Linked DNA regions of Mus musculus: regions 1, 2 and 3 are each linked to region 4. A link is a contact called in public HiChIP or PLAC-seq and promoter capture Hi-C data. All regions are on one chromosome and are shown on one strand. The core of a region is the stretch at or near the end of the contact, and the rest is flanking DNA. Distances in the headings are between cores, read along the strand shown. Region 1 overlaps Tiam1 (T cell lymphoma invasion and metastasis 1). Region 2 has its middle 20 kb from the start of Gm52239. Region 3 holds the start of Tiam1 (T cell lymphoma invasion and metastasis 1). Region 4 holds the start of Bach1 (BTB and CNC homology 1, basic leucine zipper transcription factor 1).

Evidence for each region. Promoter capture Hi-C pulls out the DNA fragments that hold promoters and counts their contacts. HiChIP or PLAC-seq counts read pairs in DNA pulled down with a chosen protein or histone mark.
Region 1: an H3K4me3 HiChIP or PLAC-seq map of forebrain shows a contact between it and region 4, with 11 times the contacts expected there. The contact joins the enhancer-like site here to the promoter of Bach1 in region 4. A contact is called at or near these places in 3 of 39 promoter capture datasets (cranial neural crest, embryonic stem cells and pre-B cells) and 3 of 115 datasets of contacts at active chromatin or transcription factors (forebrain, large pre-B cells and thymic regulatory T cells).
Region 2: a promoter capture Hi-C map of hippocampal neurons shows a contact between it and region 4, with 10 times the contacts expected there. The contact joins the enhancer-like site here to the promoter of Bach1 in region 4. A contact is called at or near these places in 3 of 39 promoter capture datasets (cranial neural crest, hippocampal neurons and pre-B cells) and 4 of 115 datasets of contacts at active chromatin or transcription factors (astrocytes, embryonic forebrain, embryonic hindbrain and 1 more).
Region 3: a contact with region 4 is called in an H3K27ac HiChIP or PLAC-seq map of embryonic stem cells, with 6 times the contacts expected there. The contact joins the promoter of Tiam1 here to the promoter of Bach1 in region 4. A contact is called at or near these places in 5 of 115 datasets of contacts at active chromatin or transcription factors (embryonic forebrain, embryonic stem cells, forebrain and 1 more).

What each region holds. Positions count from the first base shown.
Region 1 is chr16:89,826,539-89,829,238 of GRCm38.p6, reverse strand. All of the region lies in intron 15 of Tiam1 (T cell lymphoma invasion and metastasis 1), which reads left to right. Among named protein-coding and RNA genes, the nearest start is that of Gm52239, 34 kb to the right of the region's middle. Within about 2 kb of position 1,363, at least 37 of the 459 cell types and tissues checked have an H3K27ac peak or open chromatin away from gene starts, as enhancers often do. A contact at or near this core is called in forebrain, where this site is marked.
Region 2 is chr16:89,772,452-89,775,312 of GRCm38.p6, reverse strand. No RefSeq gene overlaps it. Among named protein-coding and RNA genes, the nearest start is that of Gm52239, 20 kb to the left of the region's middle. Within about 2 kb of position 1,307, at least 66 of the 459 cell types and tissues checked have an H3K27ac peak or open chromatin away from gene starts, as enhancers often do. A contact at or near this core is called in forebrain and hippocampal neurons, where this site is marked.
Region 3 is chr16:89,959,387-89,962,086 of GRCm38.p6, reverse strand. It overlaps Tiam1 (T cell lymphoma invasion and metastasis 1), which reads left to right and starts at 1,260. Exons shown (of 28, transcript NM_009384.3): 1 at 1,260-1,410.
Region 4 is chr16:87,697,627-87,700,480 of GRCm38.p6, reverse strand. Bach1 (BTB and CNC homology 1, basic leucine zipper transcription factor 1) reads right to left here and starts at 1,527. Exons shown (of 5, transcript NM_007520.2): 1 at 1,425-1,527.

The sequences.
Region 1 (2,700 bases), core at 114-2,613, 2.1 Mb before region 4:
CCTCCCTTCATTCTTCTTTCCCAAGCACATGTTTATGAACACACCAGGAAGGGAGCCGGGACAGAACACAAGGGTAGGTCCCTCAGTGCGTGTGATTCTGGGAGGATCTGTGTTGTGAAGGGGAGGCAGCTATGAGAACCGGAAAGGGATGCTTGGATAGAGTTTCCAAGAAGCCGCTATTCAGTTCTTACGGGATTCCTTGTGGTATGCATCTTAATATTTTGGCTCAGGTAATTCTTTGGTGTGAAGTTCTATATATCCCTACAAGCTTTGTAAGACAGTAGTGGCCTGCCCAATCCCAAGCAAAATGCCCTCAGAGACTGCCTCTGCCCCCTTCCCCTGAAAACTCTGCCCCAGTCGAGCATCATGGGCAAGGTGTGTTAAAAGGCACACGTGTGCCTCGTTCAGCTGTGCATCTCAGCATCAGTGTGGGAGGAGGGGTACAGAGCCTAAGTTTCTTAGAAGCATCTTAAACACGCATCTATTGTGTTATTAATATGCTCGACTGCCACATCCCTTTTCTGTCGTGTGTGCTAAGGAACGAGAGGAGAGCTTATTTTTGATGGTGGCTTCTTCAAAATGAGTAACTATTGCGGCATAGGATAGAGATTAAGAAATTTATCAACAGAACAAGGCTACTTGCCATAGTAATTATGCAGAAAATCAACTTCTATGCAAATTGTAAGGATTATCATTAGCATTTGGGGGTCTCCTTTCAGAAGTTTTAAGCATATGTTTAGGGCCAGGAATGGTGATAGAAGCCTGTCATGCCATCACTTGGGTGACAGTCTTAAGTAATGTAGTAACTAGACCAGCCAAGACTATGTAGCAAGACCTTCTTAGACACACACACATACACACACACATATACACATACACACTCTTTCAAAAGTCTGTCGCTCTTAAGTTGTGTTATTAGAGCTGGCATTCATTTCGGTGGCCATGCCTCTCTGATGCAGCCTCCCTAGACGACTCCTTGACTGACTGAGGTGAAGCAGGCACCTTGCACTATCCCAGTGAGGAGCCTGCGCTTCTGTAGTAAAGACAGCAGGCTCTCTAGCAGGACATTCACTGCTGCTTATTCGATAAGTGGCTAGAGAGAGCTGAGCCTGGGTGACTGACATCCGCCAGTGGCACCTTAGAGCCCATTCAGACCAGGCCCAGATTGGAGAGCCCGAGACCCTTCAGTAAGCTTTTTGCACATCTGTCTGCTGCTAAGAGGAAGCTGTGGGCCACAGCGAGCGCAGATGCACCTCCTGCAGGAAGTAGATTCCCTGGCATCTGGGGCACAGGCAAGGCCCTGTAAGACTAAGGCACTCGGGTTCAAAGGAGGAATTGTTTGCACCAGGCATGGACAGCGCCAGATCTGCCTGGCCAGTCAGTGGCTTTCTGTGCTATACACAGATGGAAGGCTCTGTTTTGTTCTGCTGTTCCATGGAGATTTCAGAGGGAGCAGGGAGAGGCACCACAAAAGAGCAAGTGCTTAGCTCTGTCTTCCTGCAAACAAATCTGGTCCAGTTCAGTAGATCCCCTGATACGCGGCCACACGCACACGGTCCCTGTTTGTTTGGCGATAAAGTTTGCAGCCATGTGTGCCTTGTAAGCTGTTGGCACCCTTGCTTTCTGTCGCTTAGCGCATGGCCTGTCTCTGTGGGTCCTGCCGGGGTATGGAGGATGTAAACGCCTTGTCTTGATTTGCAGCGAGAGTTGGTCGATGGCATCTGTCAGATTGAGTGTCTGTATGGGAATTAATTTTGCAGACTGGGGGGAGAGGGAGGCGCCTTCATTTTATGTTTTTAAAAGTCCTTAGTGTTGGAGTTGAAGAGATGGCTAAGCAGTTAAGAATGGTTGTTTATCTTGCAGAAAACCCAGGTTTAATCCCCAGCACCCACATGGTGGCTTACAACTGTCTGTAAGAGAACTGTCTCTTCCAGTTCTAAGAGATCGGATACCCTCTTCCAGCCTCTCTTGACGTCAGGGGTGCACACATCAATACATACAGGCGAAACACCGGTGCACATAAAATAATAATTTTAGAAATCATTAATGTCCTTTATGGTTTACTTTCTCTACAAGGTCATGAGATCAGTCATGCCCAAATTCGCAGTCTTTATGACTTTTTCTGTAATCCTTTCATTACATTTCTATTTTATGTACTTGTGTATGTGTGTACATGATACTTACACATTTATCATGACCCATAGGTCCCACTAAGCCGAGGGTCTCCAGAGGAGGATTTGAATATGGGAAGATGATGTCTCCTTTCTGTTTGGACTGCCATCCTATGCCTTCCCCTCAGCATTCCTGAAGCTGGCCATTGTCACTTCCTCTGTCCTGTTTCTTTGGTCATCAGCACACAGCCCTGATTGGTTTAGTGGTTATTGTTGCAGAGTGTCTCACTGCAAGACAGCCTTGGTCCTCTGTAACCTGGCAGTGTAGGCCAGCCTCAGGGGGCTGGAGACTGCTGTGTTCCTCTGCAGCGGCTCACGCAGCTGGTCTGGGACTGGTCTGAGGCTGCGTGATTGACCCTGCTCTTGTCTGCGTGTAACTGGGTCTCTGTTACACGAGCCCCATATACACTGGGTCTCCAGTAGGGCCCTCCTCTCCGTGAAGCCCTTCGTCCCCCAGACCGTGGTTTGAAGTTTCTTTGCACGGTGGGCAAGAACGGGGAGCTGTGCAACCACTTGGGCCCTGGCTAGA
Region 2 (2,861 bases), core at 58-2,557, 2.1 Mb before region 4:
CCCTGTAGCCATAAAACATCCCCTTGAGACATATTTCCTAGTGTTTATAAATAGTTTTCTTGAGTGTTCTTCACAATAAAGTCCCTAAGCATTTGCTGAAGAAGTGGGTTCCAATACATTTGACCATTTTGATATTGACAACGCAAAGGAGCCCTCTCTCTCTCTCTCCCTCTCTCTCTCTTCCTCTCTCTCGCTCTCTCTCCCTCTCTCTCTCTGGCATCCATATCATGCATTTCAAAACTCCTTGTTCTCATCTTTCATTCATCTCTCTTCAACTATCCAGTCGATGCATGTGCCCAATACCCCTATCTTCAAATGAGAGGAGAGAAAAAGGGCTCGTAAGAAATGGAAGCTTAGCCGGGCATGGTGGCACACGCCTTTAATCCCAGCACTCGGGAAGCAGAGGCAGGTGGATTTCTGAGTTCGAGGCCAGCCTGGTCTACAAAGTGAGTTCCAGGCCAGCCAGAGCTATACAGAGAAACCCTGTTTCGAAAAACCAAAACCAAACCAAAACACACACACACAAAGAAATGGAGGCTTTTGCCGGCAGTGATGGAGGAAGACCACCCAGAGATACAATACCGCTCAGCAAATGCGCATATCAAACCAGAACGTGCTTCCATTGGCTATAACAGGACCTGCCTGTTATATGCGAACCCGGCTTCTTTCAAACAACAAAGGGAATTTCTAGTCTCTAAGAAGGCTAAGTTAGTGTTTCTTTTACGGGTTTATCCGTGTAGGATGGATAACAGCATGCTGCGTGGGAAGCCTTTCTCCCAAACAACTACGTGAACCCTGCCTGCCCCCTGGTGGAGATCTGTAGGATAGTCCTAGATTTCTCTGCCGGTGAAGAACTGAAGCTAGCTTAGCAATTAGGCAGCGAGGGTCCAGTGCTGAGAGAGCCAACAGAGCAAGAAGCATCAGACTTTGGCGGGAATCTGCCCCCGCCCCCAAGGTGGTCCTGGAGCCTCTTGCTTTGGGTTAAGATGGGAACGTCGCTGTGTTTAAAGGCATGCAGTTGATTGTAATGTGCCAGTTGGATTCAATTTCCCTCGAAAATCCATCGTTTAACTGAAACCCTGGCAGCGAAGTGCTCGGCACTGGTGTTTGCTTTAATGCAGTAAGGAAGTTTTAGGGATCCTCACGAGTTGGCTGCTGCTGCTATAACTGGACGAACCATGGATTTGCCTGATTTTGGAGGGAGTGAGAGGATCGTGTTCTGCCTCTCCCCACCCCTGCCCCTTTGCTTTGGTCCAACATAACCCGGTTGGCTTCAGGCAGGTCCCTCCAAATTGTGCGCGAGGACGCCTCTCTGGTGCCCCCTCGTGATGGATCCACGAAGTGCCGCATCGTATTTAGAACTTGGAAGGATCCAGGCTGCAATTCCCTTTTTCCCTCTCACTCTAAAGAAGCGTCTGTCTGGGCTCACATACCTGCGCAGTTGGGCTTGTCTAGGGTTCAGCTTTAGGGTAGGTGCTGGGAAGACGGCTCAGGGTTTAGGAGCACTCAACGCTCTTCCAGAGGACCCAGGTTCGTTTTCCAGCACCGGCTTGGTGGTTGGCAATAGACTGTCACTCCAGTTCTGAGGACGATGGTACATTCTGGGTTCTTCAAGCACAGCATGCACACGGTGCACAGACAGATCTGCAGGCAAAGCACCCATATACATAAAATAAGTATTGAGGAGCAAGTCTCTGGTGATTGACAGCACACGCATCGACGGAACTCTCAGGGTAGCGTCTGCTCATCTCTATTTCCAGTCCTAACACTCGCCCCAAGGATTGGAGACGTAGACCTATGCCCCGAGATTGAGCAATTAGCTGCATCCGTGAAGTAAGTGAACAGGATGGTGATGCTGAGGACGGGGCTGGGTGCCCGTCAGGGGTGGGCTCCACTGGCGTGTGCAGAGGAATCCTTTAAGATGATTTGGTGAAAGGGCACGGAGTAGGGGGCGCATGAGGTGAGGTTGGATGACGCTGGGGAATTGCATCTCCAGTTTTGACCCAGAGTTCACCGTGGTGCTGTCACATTTAGAAAAGCTGTGACTCTGGTATGGACCGCACCAAGCGCCAGAGAGAACTGACAAGCTGGTGAGGACGGTGTGGATGCTAATGGACCGCATGGGAGCGGGCATCCTCACATGAAAGATGCTGATGAGGGGCATGGGAATCGGCGTCCTCACGTGAAAGATGCTGCCTGTGGTGTGGGAAAGAGAGCTCAGCCAGCGGATGCATACATTTGTGAGTGTGTGTTGTGAGTTCCTGTGTGTGCTGTGAGTTCATGTGGTGTCGCGCCCACCTCGGCCGGCAAGGAAGACACAACACGGTCGGATTCTTCTCAACAGCCTTTATTGCAGGAACACCTTGATGCTGCTACGGGGACCCCGGGAACCCAGGGAGGTCTGCTTATATGCACCCCAGCACAGGGAAAGGCTTCGTGTCCTCCTGGGATTGGTCAGTCTGTCGATGCCTAATTAGCATGCACCTGCTCGGGAGGGGTTGGCGCCAATCTCTGGTTTACACCTGCGCTGATGTTGTTTATGACAACGGCACACCAGAAACCTGCGCCATCTTAGAGTTGGCTTCCTACAATGTGGGTATTGTGAGTTTGTGTGTATATGTATGTTGTAAATTTGTGTTGTGTGTTGTGAACTCATATGTGTGTTGTGAGTTCATTTGTGTGTGTGTTGTGAATTCATATGTGTGTTGTGAGTTCATTTGTGTGTGTGTTGTGAATTTGTATGTTGTGAGTTCATGTGTGTTGTGAGTTCATATGTGTGTGTCCTATTCTGGGAGTAGTGGAAATACAGGAGTTTTAGTAAAGTTACCTACTTTAGAAATGTCATTCATTCGCTGTGGGAC
Region 3 (2,700 bases), core at 11-2,510, 2.3 Mb before region 4:
CCTGCCTGATTCCGGTTGGTGTTCGAGTCACTGTAATCCCTTTAATGATTATTGCATTTCTATTTTTGTGGTCCATATATTTGAGGAAAGTCCCTTGCGTGGGGACAGGGGTCTTCTTTATCTCATTTATATGAGGACACTGTTGCTGTCTTCAGACACACCAGAAGAGGGCATCAGATCTCATTACAGATGGTTGTGAGCCACCATGTGGTTGCTGGGATTTGAACTCAGGACCTCTGGAAGAGCAGTGATGCTCTTAACCTCTGAGCCATCTCTCTAGCTCCAATATCTTTGACTTTTGCTACAGCTAACAACCTTATACAGTGATAATGCTTTATTCACCTGTCAATCTCAGCCACGACTGCTGCAGCCATGTCAGAAAAGCTCTCTGCTTTGTGCTGCAGATACCCGCCTTCCTACATCATGATGCTTCCTTCCTCTGACCGGCCACACCCGAGGCTTCTTTTTATCACTGGCCATTAGAAGTTTTATTTAATGAAACTAATGTTTGGAAACCAAGGTGGAGCCAGGAGAGCAGTACTCTTTGGAGTGAGGGAGAAGGAAGTTAGTGGGTTTCCTCTGCAATTTTTAGAAACTGTCCTATAAATGTTGTTCATGGGAATCAAACATATGGCCGCTTTGTGTTAGAGGGCCAGCGAGAGAGAACTTCTGGAGGATTTTCTGCACTGTGTTAGCAGTTAGCACTGGTTTTAAAAAGGTTTTTGTTTTGTTTTTGTTTTTCTCCTTTCTCCCTTGTCCGATTTCTATGTTTAAACAAGTGTTTAGGAATTACGTCTCTGTCTAGCAAACCATCCAGGGTTCCGCTCCTGTGGGAGCAGGTAAGGAGGTGTAGTTATCCTTTAGGAGATACCAAGATATCTGCAGGTGACAGCAAACAAGAGCCTATGCTTTGCACAGAGAGCTCAGTTTCACTTGTAAAATAGTTAAGATCCTATAGGGAGAAATCTCAAGGATGTGGCGGAGCAGGGTGCTGGAACTGAACGACAGCCAGCAGAGTCCTCAGCTAGGCAAAGGAACGCCAAAGGCGAGAATTTAATTGAAGAAAGGGGCGGAGAGGGAGGCGAGGATGGAGGAGGAGGGGAGGGAAGAGGAGGAGGAGGAGGAGGAGGAGGAGGAGGAGGAGGAGGAGGAGGAGGAGGAGGAGGAGGAGGAGGAGGAGGAGGAGGAGGAGGAGAGGAGGGAGGTGGAGGAGGAGGAGCCGCCGCCGCCGCCGCCGCCCTGGGCCCTCTCCAACACACCCAAATGACCAGATTCATCATAGCACGAAACTTCACAAGTTACACCCACTCCCTCGCCGGCAGCGGGGAAGGCTACAGCTTCCTGATTTCAGTTACTGGAAGTTGGAGAGATGGAAAGGCGGCCGGGAGTGTGAGCCTCGCTGAGCAGCGGGTGAGCTTCGGAAAATTCAATCCACTTTCTACCCGCAGTCTTCTGGTGCTGGGTACTCGGGGAAAGCTGCTGCGTGAGGCTGTGCCGAGGATGGGTGGGAGCCCCGGAACTCTTTACTGTGGTCTGGGGCTGGGAGACTGAATGGCCAGAGTCCTGGCACTGCTTAGTTTCTATGCTGCACCCAGAGCGCCGCGCTTCTCAGTTGTGCTGTGAGAAGCAGTCTGCCACGCGGGTTCTGACTCTCCGGGAAAAGAGGCTGGAAAACTTCATCAGTTTCTCTTGCCTAAGCGAGGATCATTGTATGAGAGAAACGGGAAAGAGGCAGTGAGATTGATCTTGACACCCACCAGGGATGCTTCCTGCCTGAAACCCACCGTGCTGTGTGAGCCTCGGGCGATTAGGCGGTGTATGGGGTAGGGTGGGTGGAGGGAATGCGAAGGAGAGGGCTGGGATTCTAGGCTGGGCTGGTTTCCTTGGGTGGGGGTGGGGGTGTTCTGAAGCTTTGGCTCCTGACCAACACCTGGATGGGACTTCTGGAATGAGGGTCTGGAAGTCTCGAGTTTTCCCACTAGTTTTGCAATTAGGCTAGTTGGGCTAAAAGCCCCTTTGGCATGGGGAAAGGGGGAGGGGGAGAACTGTTTGTTTATCTGGAACTTCATTTTTGATGTGAGTTTTTCTGCCGCAGCTGGTTGATCTGATTCATTGCCTAATCGAATTTGGGGTAGAGTGAAGAGAGGAAGTTTGGCTGAAGGGTGGCACCAGGTTTGGGGTCTTTGTAAGAGACAATATCCTAGCAAAGCATAAACTCGGACCCCCACTCCCCCTGCTCCGCCCCCCCCCCCCATCCTGATTTTTGTTTTCAGCACACTTTCTTGGGTATGTGGTCTTTGATTGCTGTGTGAAGTCAAAGGAAGTTTTGAGGCTGACATACCTGTTTTGCATATTTCGGATCTCATCAGTGATTTGGTGATGCATTGGAGCCAGGATCTTATATGTTTGTTACTAGCTAATCCTTCATGAAATTACTTTTATAGTAAGAAAGGTAACTGCGATGGCTGGCTCTTAGGTTTGTAACTACCTATCCATTTTGCAACAAACTCCTAGTTTGAAGAGAGTGGAATGGGAGGTGTTCTTAGCTGATCTGGTCATTTTCCTAGTGTCAGATAGGATGGCTCGGCTGTCTCTTCCACTCTGGTATTGCGAATCTGGGAAGCAGGCTGCCGGGAACCTTCTGCTCCCTTGAGGGGTAAAGATCTACATGTAAAGGAACGACTCTGTGACCAAACTAGA
Region 4 (2,854 bases), core at 278-2,777:
ACCACTCTGCATCAAAATACTAAAGGCAAAGCGAGGACAGCAAGGGAAAGAAATGATATAATACTGCTGACTGCCTTACTTCTATCTGAAATCTCAAAGATCCAGCTTCCTCCAGCACAAATTGAGTCTCCCGCAGTAGGCCACGAGGCTGCTGTTTAAACACCACCTCGGTGTTCCTTGGCCACGTCTTAAGCACGCTCTACCACGTCAGCCACTGATTACCTGGATCAAAACACACAGCCCGCAGCTGGACCCCCTCCGGCCTCCTGAAGCCACCCCTCGTGTGTGCAGCTCAGCCTTTTATAGTGGAGGCATGTGATGCGCGTATCTGCACCAGCTGTTCCTAATTACCTCTCAGTCTGGGGTGAATGACTCAGCAACACAAACTCTTTTAAAGAGTCACCCTACCTTGTTATCCAACCAACGTAGCGAACAAAGGGAAGCCACTTGACAGATCCGACGGTTAAACAACAAGAGGCGATCACTCCTCCAAAGCTACCCAACTCCAAGATGACTCACCAGGAGCCTTTTTTCCTCTAGACTCCCTTACGATGTCCAAAGCCAGAAGTGGCAAGCGCCTTCAAGCCCAGCCCAGAGCTTGCACCACTACCACAAGAGCAGGAAGAATAGGCCAACCCATACCTCTTCCCATTTCTCTGAATATTTGTAGAGCTCAAAAGCTCGGCCACGAACAAAAATCTACAGTGGTCATCCTTTAATCTTTCTGAACTGCCTTTCCTGCAAACCCAGTGAGCTGAGAGGAGTGCTCAATGCCTAAACAAAGACCCAGCAGGGGCATCGTCCTCCAAGGCTAGCAGTCACAACTCTACAATTCTCCAAAAGGAAAAAGAACAGCATCCTGAAAAAAAAAAAAAAAGTCTTTGTTCTTCCAAGCCTGTCTGGGGAGCAGGATTTTCCCACACGCGTTCTTTCAGAATTACTACTACGTCTGCCTTGACTCAGCGCACGCTGAACATAGAGAGCTCACTACATAAAAGCCATCGGCGCAATTCCACTAAATGACACCAAAGTCCCGGAGAAGATCGAAAACGCGCTGGCCCTGGCCCTACCGGACACGAACACAAAAGCTGGTGTCGTTAACATCGAGACCCACTCTGCCTATGCTGTGCGAGTCCACATTACAAACGTGCGCCAAGCAACAACAAAGGGAAGCGCGGAGCGCCCGGTAGTCCCGGAACCCCGGCCCGCTCGGCCTTGCCCCCGCAGCAGGCGGAGCGGGACGCGGCCCGCGGCGGAGCGCGGTGCAGGGCGGCGCCGGCACGGCCGGCCCAGAGAGTCCGCGCAGCGCGTAAACAGCGCGCAGCCCGCCGCCCCTTCTAGGCCCGCGCGGCCGCCCGCCACCAGCCCCGGTGACCCCCGGAAAGGACGGAAGGACGGCACCGCGCACCGCCCGAGCCACTTACCGGAGCCGAGACGCGGCGCGGCCCGACTGCAGGCGGCAAGCGGCGGTCAGGTGACTCACTCCCTCTGCGCGGACAGCCGCCCGTCTCCTCCCCTGCGCTCCGTTCCTCTCCGCCACCACCGCCAGCGCCTCGGGGCGCTAAAGCCCCGCCCCCGGTTCCGCCCCCGGGCCCCGCCCCGTAGCTGAAGCCCTGCCGAGCTCCAGGCCACGCCCTGCCTGGAGCCACGCCCCGTTCCAGGCCACGCCCTCCGCTAGTAAGAGCCTCTCTATTTCGCCTCCTGCGAGCTCCGTGTAACGTTGTGGATTGTATTGCTGAGCGCCAGGCCTCCAACCGCGTCGCCCTATCTCTGCCTTTGGTGGCAAGGTTACACGTCACGGAAGACCACCTCTTCCTCACCTGCTGAAGGCAGGGAAAAAAAAAGGCTGACGCCTCCACGCCCCCAGGGTTTTTGTTCACACAGCCCCTCTCCCCCCTCCCCCCCCCCCACACACAGATTAGATAAGGTCTTCTGCCCCACGCCCCCAAACCTCGGAAGCTCAGTTCGGCCAAGCTCCTGGGCTGCTTTCCTGTAGGAGCACAAAAACCAGGTGTTTGAACTTGCTGAAAAGGGTGTATGTCAACATCTGTCTGAAGCTCCGCAGGACTTTTAGGAGCAGATTCTGAGAGGGGGAGGCTGCTGCCCCTCTGAATGATCACTAGCTTCCCTTCTAGTTGTTTGTGTCCTTGAGGCCCTTCCTCGAAAACCGCAAGGCAGGTAACCTGGAGTGTGCTTTGCTCATTATAACCCATTAATATGCATGCTTCCCCGATCAAATCCCTTTACTCCTTGTGCTCAGCCAATACTGCTTTGAGAGTTATTCTTGCGCCCTTCATACTTGCCTGAATATAAGCTGCACTCTTATCTGCCTAGCCACGACGGACTGCATTCACCAATGGGCAAGCACGCTGTACTGGGCTTCATATCCGGAATATTGTACTGTCTGGCAGCCTCCTGTTGTCCCTCTACGCTGCACTACCAGGAAACATGGACGCATCCGTGTCTGGTCATGTCAGACGTCTTCCCTCAAGTCCTGGTCATGCTTTCATCCTCTGCTACTTATTGGGGTGTTAATCCAATTGTTCGTTTCTATTTTTTATTATGTTCGCTGTTGTTCAAGGCAGTGTCTTTACGCAAAGCTGCATGCACTCGTGGCAGGGCTTATCAGTCTGGAGAAAGAGAGGACTGGGCTGGCCAACCTGATTAAAAATGAGGAAGGAATTACCACCCCTGAGGCCAGTAGCCCTGGGAGGACTTGTAGGAAGAAATAATGTTGCTGGCTTTGAGTTCCAGAGGAAAGATGTAGAAAAATGGGAAGCCCCAAAATGTATGTGCTCCTTAAACACACACAGACAGTGCAAGGGCTCCAGGAGAGGGTTGTCTCCAAATAGTG